Linked DNA regions of Mus musculus: region 1 is linked to region 2. The links are chromatin contacts, called in public ChIA-PET maps. All regions are on one chromosome and are shown on one strand. Each heading gives the region's core, a stretch centred on a gene start, on an enhancer-like site or on the middle of the called end of the contact. The rest is flanking DNA. Distances are from core to core; before and after follow the strand shown. Region 1 has its middle 77 kb from the start of Akap11. Region 2 has its middle 51 kb from the start of Gm30662.

Region 1 (4,687 bases), core at 1,659-4,158, 77 kb before region 2:
GGGGAAACCCAAAGACCTATCCTTTGCTTTGGCTGGGTTTTGTTGCAACCAAGCTCAGCAGCAGCGGGCAGGGTTCGAAGACTCCACCCAGGTGGGAGGAAGACCTTCTGTGTCAATCAATTAAGGTCTGATTAGTCTGCTCAGGGCTGGGGGGAGGGCACAGCTGCTCCCAACGGCCTAGTTTAGTTCTCCCTGGTCAAACTGTCCTCTTTCCTTGTTATGTTTTAAATCACTAACAGGACAATCTTTCAAAAAACACGAATGTGTTCCTCTTCTCTGGGACAATGGTTTTACATTGCTCTCAGAGATCTTTCCAGCATCTTATCCCTGACATCCAGAAATGCTACTTTTTTTTTTTTTTCACAGACTTAGTTCACTTTATTTCTGCCTTATGTGGTAGTCACAGCTGGGTCCTCTGAACAGGCTCTGTTGTGGGTTTTCACAAGATGATCAGTGAATTCCTGATGAGGAGACTTGGTGAACACAGTCTCTTTCCAGAGGTCGGGGGTCAGGTAGCTGTAGGTCTTGGAGATGTCGTCAAAGGTGGTTTTAGCAAAGTTGCCCTCTGACTGATGTGTAGCAGTCATCTATCCCAGTCATCATCAGCAAAGTTGCCCTCTGACTGATGTGTAGCAGTCATCTATCCCAGTCATCATCAGGAGCTTCTTGGGCACAGGAGCAGAGACAATGCCAGTGCCTCTGAGGGCAGGGATGACACACACCAGCACAGAGCTACAGAGGTTTGCACCTTGCATAGAACAGTGTGGGGCTTGTCAATCTTGTTCCCCAAGTAGCCTCTCCGCACAGGGACAATGGAAAGCTTGGCCAAGAAGATGGCCCCTCAGATGGCAGTGGCTACCTCCTTGGAGCACTTAACGCCAAGACCAACGTGACCATTGTAGTCCCCAATATCGACAAAAGCCTTGAATCTGCTGTGCTTGTCAGCTTCTGCACTGGCAGGATCTTCAGAACCTCATCCTTTAGGGATGCACCCAGGGAAAAGTTAATAATCTCGGATTCCTTAATGAGCAGGGAGAAAGATAGATCTCCTTCAAGGACCAGGCGGCCCAGCTTGATGACGGAGATCCACTCTTTGCCTTCAGCTTTACCTCCACGAGCCCCGTGGCCTCGACCAGGACCGCGGCAAGCGACCCTAAGACCAGCACCTAAAACTGCTGCGCCATTATGACGTCCTAATCCTGACGCCCTGGGTCGTCCGGGGCCTCCTGCTGCACCAGCATCCAACATTTGGGATTTTTCTGAATAGGAAGAAGGAGGAGGAAGGAGGAGAAGGAAGAGGAGGAGGAGGAGGGGGGGGGGGAGGAGGAGGAGGGCGATGACGACAACGACGAGGACAACGAAGACAATGAGAACGGCCAGGAGGATACTGAGTATAAGTTGAAGGCTGAGGGGATCTGACACAGAGGATATTAAGCAGCAGAAGGGTCTACTACAAGGGTCTATTTTCTAAGACCCCTGTAAATGTTTCCAAAGAAACGGGCTGCAGCAAAGCAATAGCCTCCTTGCTAGATCCTTTTCCTCCATCTCCCCTCCCGCTTGAGGGCAGACTCTGAAGGTGGGTGGCCTGTGATCTATGATCTCAGTGCTCCTCCTCTGTGTTCTGTTGGTGATAATTTAGAAGACATTAAAATAGAGACCCAAGACAGAGACTTTCCTGTCTGTTTTGTTATCCTCTGAATCTTCAGAGCCTAGCCTAGCAGTACCTAGCTCAAACAAAGTGACAAAAAAAAAACCCCAAACAAACAAACAAACAAACAAAAAGAAAAACAAACAAACAAAAAAAACCAAAAAACCCCAAACAAACAAACAAAAAAACCCCAAAGCAAAGCAAAACAAACCTTAGAATGAGTGATTGGGTGTTGGCAGCATTTCTTCGACACCTTAATGTACTTAACACTTGTGTTAAGTACATTAAAAGACATAATGGAAGGTGTTGGGGTGGGTCTTTCCTTTTACAGAAAGCACACATTTCTGGCCAACATTATCACTTGATAGTAACAAGTGTAGCCAACTCTGTGTAGGAATTCATCCAGAGGTGGGAACCTGATAGGCTGCCCACATGCATGAGTCTATATTCTAATTCTTTCTTTTAAATTTATTACGAGCCCACAGACTGAAATTCAATTCTTCTTCTTTTTTTTTTTAATTTGCAAAATATAGTTTAAAAGATCCCAGTGTTTTTAAAGATTCTCATATTATCCGATTCAGGCTATTTTGATGCCTATAAATTTATAAAAATCAAATGTTCTGGAATTACAGACTCCTTTGAATGTTCCAGTGCTGATTCTATGCAACATAAGTAGCCTTTTGTTTTTAGGCACAGGGAATACATGATTGAAAGAATGATTTAATTCCACATCTGGGGGGCGGAACACAGCAGCACATTCTCTGTGATTATTCATGGAGCAAACGCAGCCTCCTCCAGAAAGCCACGGAAATTGTGAATAAAATTACCATCAGAGTTTTGTGATGGTGGTTTTCTGAATGTCACCAGCCATTCCGCAGGGAGAGATCAGCCAGAGTTCCCTCCCCTGTAGCTGCAATCCAAGGCCCTGGGCTCGAATCCTGTGTCTGGAGTCAGGTGACTCTCCCTTATCTGAACTGTTCATGGTATTCCTCGAGAACAAGAAGCCTGAGCAACACCTGCCTGCAAACTCAGATCCCTTACGTCAGCCCCACCGCAGCAGCAGCAGCAGCAGCAGCAGCAGCAGCAGCAGCAGCAGCAGCAGCAGCAGCAGGCACCGCCGCCACCTTCTCTGCCTCTGCCGGCCCTTTGCAGTAGGCACTGCCCTCAAAGACACAGGCTCCAACTTGGATGCACTGTACAGTTGGTCTCAGGGCTGGGGCCACTGGGCCATGAGTCAGTCTCTAAGGTCCCTCCAGGGAGGGCCATGCACCTAGGCTTGACGGCAAAGTGAGGTGCTGTTTGCTTTAGCTTTTGTCTGGTTACAGAGTCATTAGCCAGAAGGGAGCTCTGATGTCAGTGTGGTCTTTGTGGATTTCCTCAGTCAGTGTTTGTGAAGGAGATGCTATTAATGGTGTGGCATCCGGTTCAGTTGGATTTTACAATAGTGATTTTATTTTTCATTTCCCTTGCTATGGCAATTCGATATGCTCTCTTAAGTGCAACTGGACACATTACTGTGGAAGAAGTTGAAAGAAGGCAGTGCCTTTTCTGTCCTCGCCCCCCACAACCCCCTAGCAACAGGGGGCAGGGCATGAGTGCCATGACATCGTGCCTCTAGTCAACTTGGAGAACCTTATTATTTTCAGAGTCTGTCCCGGAACCACAAAGCTGTGGCTTAAATGTCTCTGGTCCTTCTTTGGGGCTCAGTGCCTGGAGTCAATGTTTGTGGTTCTGAGCTGGGTGGAACTCTTGAGAAACATGCTCAGGAGAGCAGAGGCTCCTGTTGGCTTCGATTTCCCATCTGTAAAGCAGAGATCTGAGAACTGATGAGATCCTATGTGCGGTCCAAGGCAGCAGAGTACCTGTGAGCTCTTAGGTCTTTGAAGGCAGGTGCTGTAAGCATGAGAGATAAAAGCTTCCTGAGATGAAACGATGGTCAGAGGTCTTTTGAGAGCTGACAACATTCACTGCAAATGATTCTCCCCTCCCCTCCCTCCAAGCCTCTGTTGGTTTGAGAGTTGAGTAGCTGGAGGAGAGGTGCTAGAATGTAATGTAACATCTGACTCTCTCAAAGTAGGGAGAGAGGAAAAGGGAAAGGGAAGGAAGGAGGAGATCTCCAGGGAGAGGGGAGGGAGGTGCTGGGGTGATCTAAGAGCTAGGAGGAAGGAGGCTCCAAGTAGGATGAACTGCTCTGTTTGTAAGATGCATCAGGCTCCTTCTAGCCCTTTCAAGGCTTGGCTTCACTCAGCCAAAGCTGTGCTACCTCCTCTTCATTTGGGATTAGCAAAGATCTCTCTGGTATAGGGCTGGTGGTGAGTCAGACTTTCTGGTCCTTGGTGATCGCCCTGCCCCAGCTGTTCTTCTTCATTGGTTGTATCCTCTGCTGAGCTCTTTAAGAACAAAAAGGCAACTGGGCTCTACCAATCTTCACACTATTCTTCTCATTGTGAGTCCCAAGAACCCAGCACAGAACTGTCCTCTAGGGAAGACTCACAACATAAGATGAGACCCCCATGTTGAGTGAGCCCAAGTGGGTGTCTGCAAGACACTTCTTTAAACAACCCAACTTTTTATTGGTTCTTTGTGAATTTCATACCATGCACCCCAATCCCACTCATCTTCCCCCTTCATACCCATCCCCCATCCTTGCAATCTGTCCCCCCAACAAGGAAAAATAATCTCATTGTGGAAGCTGTAGGGCATCACCCTGTATCCCAAAGTATACCCTTTTGTCCATATCTTCTTTGCTTACAAATGTTCATTTCAATGAGTTATTGGTCTGGTATGAGGCCTCTGGCTTCTGCTATTCTATTGATAACAGTTCCTCACTGGGCCTCCTCTCAGATGTCCTGTCATTGCCCTGTGTCATGGCAATCATATATATATGACAGGCCCCTTCACATACTCTAGTCCTGCATCGATGCGGTAGATGTTGGGGTTGGCCATGGATCTAGGCCTGAGAGGTATCTGAGCTGGCCAGCCTGCCTGCTCTCCCAGTCTCATGCCCTTGTGCAAGCTCGCCAATGACAATATACCCCT
Region 2 (4,722 bases), core at 1,788-4,287:
TATAAATAAGTCTGCTATGAACATAGTGGAGCATGTGGCCTTATTACCAGTTGGAACATCTTCTGGGTATATGCCTAGGAGTGGTATTTCTGGTTCCTCAAGTTCCTCTGTCCAATTTTCTGAGGAACCGCCAGACTGATTTCTAGAGTGGTTGCACCAGTTTGCAATCTCACCAGCAATGGAGGAGTGTTCCTCTTTCTCTATATCCTTGCCAGCATCTGCTGTCACCTGAGTTTTTTATCTTAGCCATTCTGACTGGTGTGAGGTGGAATCTCAAACAGCCTAGTACACAGTTTCAAAACCAAAAAGCATTTAAAAATGAGCTCAAAAGATGTCTAATGGCTTAGTGACAAGGGGCTAAAATGAAGGGAGGTTGGCTAGCGATCACTTCTTGTTCATTTCCTGTTGAGTAAATTCTGGGAATCACCTTGGATTAGATTCATTAGAAGCCAAAGAGAGCTGAGGTAAAGTCATTTGAAGCCATAATGGCAGCTGCTTAATGAACTATTGGACTGCCTAAATCACAGGATTTAAGTCTGAAGAGTAACACAGAGAAGGGACTATTTATAAATAATCTTTCTTGAACAGCTGGGTGGAATTTGGGTCCATTCATTGGATCCATGTTCAGCATTTCCAAAGATTAAAAATGTGAATCATACCAATGAAACTGGCATTGGCTGACTTCAGAATATCACCACATCAAACACCCAGTTGGCGTCAGGGAAGGAAGTTTGATGTCACTGTATGTTGCCTATATGTTTTCTTAACCCAACAGCAAGCTTCCTGTGGAACCCCTAGAGCTGATGGAATGTCTTCATAGATGACACATAGGTTGTCCCAACACTCCTACCATCTTTTTATACTTTTGAGCAAAGTCATCCAGCCAAAAGCCCATTTGGAAAATAAATTCTGAGTTATATACATGAGAGGACAAGAGAAAAAGACTTACAAATGACCTAAGGTAGAAATCATATAGAAGATACTGAGCTGGGGAAAAGCTGAAATATGATACATTTACCAAAATAAATCTCACTTCGGGTCACTATTATAGTTACACGGTTTACCAATCAGCCAACTTACCATTTAGATTTTTTTCCTCTTCTTTTTGTCAGGAGTGTTATTTACACATGTTATTCTTCTTCAGCTAAAACTTTCTCTGCTTAACTAACTCTGGCCTATCTTGATACTTTTCCAAAAGAAACAGAGAGAAACACACTAGCAGAAAGTCCAAAGGCACCCCAGGAGTCAAAGGCAGCTTTGGGAACCTTTCTGGACTCTCAGGTCTCTGAGTTCTTCAGAGACCATAGAAATCAACAAACGTAGGAACAACTCTATTCTCTAGAACCAATATTTTCTGTGGGGAAAAAATAACCAAAATTTACCAAAAGATTCTGATAGAAACTGTCTTCATGCTTCCCCTAGTGGCTGGGTTCTCATCCAGAAATGGCCCAGACCCAGTGTCTGGTGTCTTAACAAGGGTCAAGAGGGGCCTGACTTCTGTTTTTGATGTTTTGTCCACGTGCCTGTTAAAATGGGGAGGGAGGTGCATTTGATTCTGGATTTGTTGACTCTTGTGCTTGGGTTCTGGAGCTCTTTGTGTCCTGTCCCTCCCAGGGACAGAGACCGGGACATATCCTGGAAACGGTCTGGCAGTTCACTGTCCTTGAGTTCTCTGTGGGTGAACTCAGGCAACCAACAACTCGGTGACTCTGGCAGCTGTTTTTGTTTCCCAGTCCTGGGCACCTTGCCCTGCAGCCTTGTACACGGAGGGTGATGCCTGGCATCCTGCCCAGTGCCACCAGGAATGAGTGCAGCCCCAGGGAGTACTGCCAAGTCATGTTGGCAAGCTGCTTTCTGGCCACTGGATGAATGCATTGGTCTGAGCCCTGAGAACAGTGTGACAGGAACATCGGGAAGACAGCACAGAGTGCTGGATGCAGCTGTGCATCCTGACTCCATCTTCTCTTTGTTTACACACTGCTCTCGCCTCATTGTGCAATTGTGGTGACTGAGGCGGCTGTTCTCTGGATAGAAACCACGGGCTTCACTGTCCTCCCTGTCTGTAGTAGCAGCAGCAGCAAAATATTAGTGGGAAATCATGCTGCCCGAATGGGTTCTGGTTGAAGTCAAAAGACTGAAGTCACCTCAACGATAAATAAGAAAGCAACTCTTGCCAGTCAACACAGATTTTGTAGACCCGCTGTTGGTAAGAATGTGGTGCAGTGAAGTCTGAAGTGTGAAAAGTTGCCACACTCCTCATTTGCCATTTGAGCCCCTTAAAGGCTTTCAACACACTCCTCAGCCTTGCCTTTTCCTATTTCAATAGCTTTGCTTCATATGGAACTATTTTTCAAATGTAAAAGAACATGTAAGTGAGAGAGCTTGCAACTCTAGCTGAGAAACCACTTTGTACCTTGATTCCACCTACCCCCCCTCCCCCCCGTATAATCCGTATAATACAGTTTGCTTGTTCATTTGGCCAACATCAGTTGAGTATTTTGCTTCTATCAGGCACTAACTTGGGTTTGGTTCCTCTCCCACGGGGCAAAATCATTATTCAGGGACAAACATCAAAGCAAAGAGCTTACTCTTAAAGAGGTAAGAACCAGGAGTCTTGAGAATATGGAGACCAAAGACACTTCTCCTGGGATCATGGAGTGCTGTCATGATGCTTTGAGCCGAGTCTAGGAAAATGAGGAGTGATTACACCAAGCCACTGTGAGGCTGTGGCAAGATCGATCAAGGAGATGCATTGTTAACCAAGGAGACAGTGAGGAGGGCAGGAAAATGAGTGAAGAGCCTTCGGGAACTGAAAACAATCCACAGCAGCAAGGTAAAGGAGGCAGGAGCTGAAATGAGCCCGAGTCTGCATCCCTACCTTCTCAGTAGGGTTGCCTGGGCAAATGATTTCACCAGCAGCATATAAACTAGAGAAATATTGAGAGTTTTCCTGATATAGCAATATATTGTTACTACAGTAAATCTCATGTCAGTATAAAAAAGGAAACAGGAACTATGTAAAATCTCTCCTCTACATCAGTGTTTTGATGTGTGTTTTCATACCTCTGTGCAAACCCACAATTACTGTCTGTGATGTCTGAACTAAGAACGAAAGAATGGAAAATGGCAAAGACAGAGGAGCCCCCCACAGACCCCAGGAAGAGGGACCAGCCTGAAGAAGACACTAAGATGAGGCTGGCTCAGGGAGGGATGGAGGGTGGGAGTGTGAGGTGAACCTGAAGACGGGCGGCAGGACACGTGGAGCCACACAGGTCAGGTCCATTATTTGGGCAACTGAAAGATTTGACTAGGGAATTGACAAAACATGGTCTTTCTTTTCAAGAAGACTAAGAGCAGCCAGAGGGGAGCCAAATGCAAGGGGGCCAGAGAGGATGCAGGGAAAGAAGTGAGCTGGGCAGGGAGCTCGTGGTAGTGATGTCTGATACAGAGGGATTGCCTCATTCCAGCAGACTTTGGAAATGCAATCATAGGGTCTAATGATGGATTAGTGTGGGTTCTGAGGGGCAGGAAGGAATGGAGAATGAACTGAATGTGAGCACTGTGTGATGGGGCTGTAGATGAAATTTAGTTTCTCCTTTGTCTATCTCTGTACTTTTTTTTTTTCATTTTCCTTTAGAAAAATAATTAAGTTAAATTGTATTATTGCTCTCAAATAGGCAATTCTTTGAACATATCAGTTTTAATAATTATGTACAAGGCATCTGACTTTAGGAAAAAAATGATGTCATTCTTACAGGAACCGAGATGACAGCGTAGAAGTAATATATGTAACACAACTTTAATCACGTGGTTGCCATATATAAGTTATAGCATATGTAAATGATCATGTACACACATCACACATAGAAACATACAAATACACAAATACAGAGAGAGAGAGAGAGAGAGAGAGAGAGAGAGAGAGAGAGATCTTCTTAGTGCCTGTATATATAACACTAAGTGTCAGTAGAGCACTAAGCCACAAGTGGGGCATTGGTACACTCATCCCAGCAAAAGGCCCAGAGACCACTGAAAAAGAGGAGTAGGAAAGATGATAAGAACCACAGATCAGGGAAAACAGGACCAAACAGTGTCTTTTGGGTATGGTAAGACCGATAAACTCATGAATCACAGCAGCTGTGGTTGTCTGCACAAGACCGGTGCAAGATCTAGGTAGTTAAGATTCTAGCATGCGATAGGGAGGGCAGTGTGATTCCTTATCTCAACTGAGGACAATTGTCAGTTGATGGCTTCTTGGGGAGGGGTGGGAATGGCTGGTTTCTTCAAGGTGTGGTTCATAGTAGGCCAGCTATGCTCAGGTGGATGGACCCACACCATTGATTATATAGCAGTTCAAATTGGATGCTGTGGGTTATTTAAAAAAAGAAGAGGACTTGAAGGGGGGAGGAGTGGGTGTGGATAGGTCAGGGAGAAGATTTAGGGGAAGATTAAAGATAAATACGATCAAAATATGTTGTGTAAAGTTCTCAAAGAATTTATAAAAATGTTATATTTAACAAAAGAGTATCTATTTCTATGTTCTTACTAATAACCTGCCATTTAGTTAAGGAAAATTGGTATTCAGGCTAGCTTTAAGTCTATTTCACGGAGGGAGAACATGCATATTTCAAAGTTTCCTAAATCACTCCTGTTTCCTTTTTGTATTCTCTCACTGTTGTCTGGTTTTATTTTATGTCAATCATATCACTTCTGTTCAAATTA

What was found. ChIA-PET counts read pairs in DNA pulled down with a chosen protein or histone mark.
Region 1: a contact with region 2 is called in an RNA polymerase II ChIA-PET map of memory CD8 T cells, with 3 times the contacts expected there. The contact joins two enhancer-like sites. A contact is called at or near these places in 5 of 484 Hi-C or Micro-C datasets (embryonic stem cells, nephron progenitors, neural progenitor cells and 1 more) and 3 of 115 datasets of contacts at active chromatin or transcription factors (the 230-238 cell line, CD8 T cells and memory CD8 T cells).

The regions. Positions count from the first base shown.
Region 1 is chr14:78,457,557-78,462,243 of GRCm38.p6, reverse strand. It overlaps the pseudogene Gm4821. Among named protein-coding and RNA genes, the nearest start is that of Akap11, 77 kb to the left of the region's middle. Within about 2 kb of position 2,908, at least 65 of the 459 cell types and tissues checked have an H3K27ac peak or open chromatin away from gene starts, as enhancers often do. A contact at or near this core is called in CD8 T cells and memory CD8 T cells, where this site is marked.
Region 2 is chr14:78,380,591-78,385,312 of GRCm38.p6, reverse strand. No RefSeq gene overlaps it. Among named protein-coding and RNA genes, the nearest start is that of Gm30662, 51 kb to the right of the region's middle. Within about 2 kb of position 3,037, at least 111 of the 459 cell types and tissues checked have an H3K27ac peak or open chromatin away from gene starts, as enhancers often do. A contact at or near this core is called in CD8 T cells and memory CD8 T cells, where this site is marked.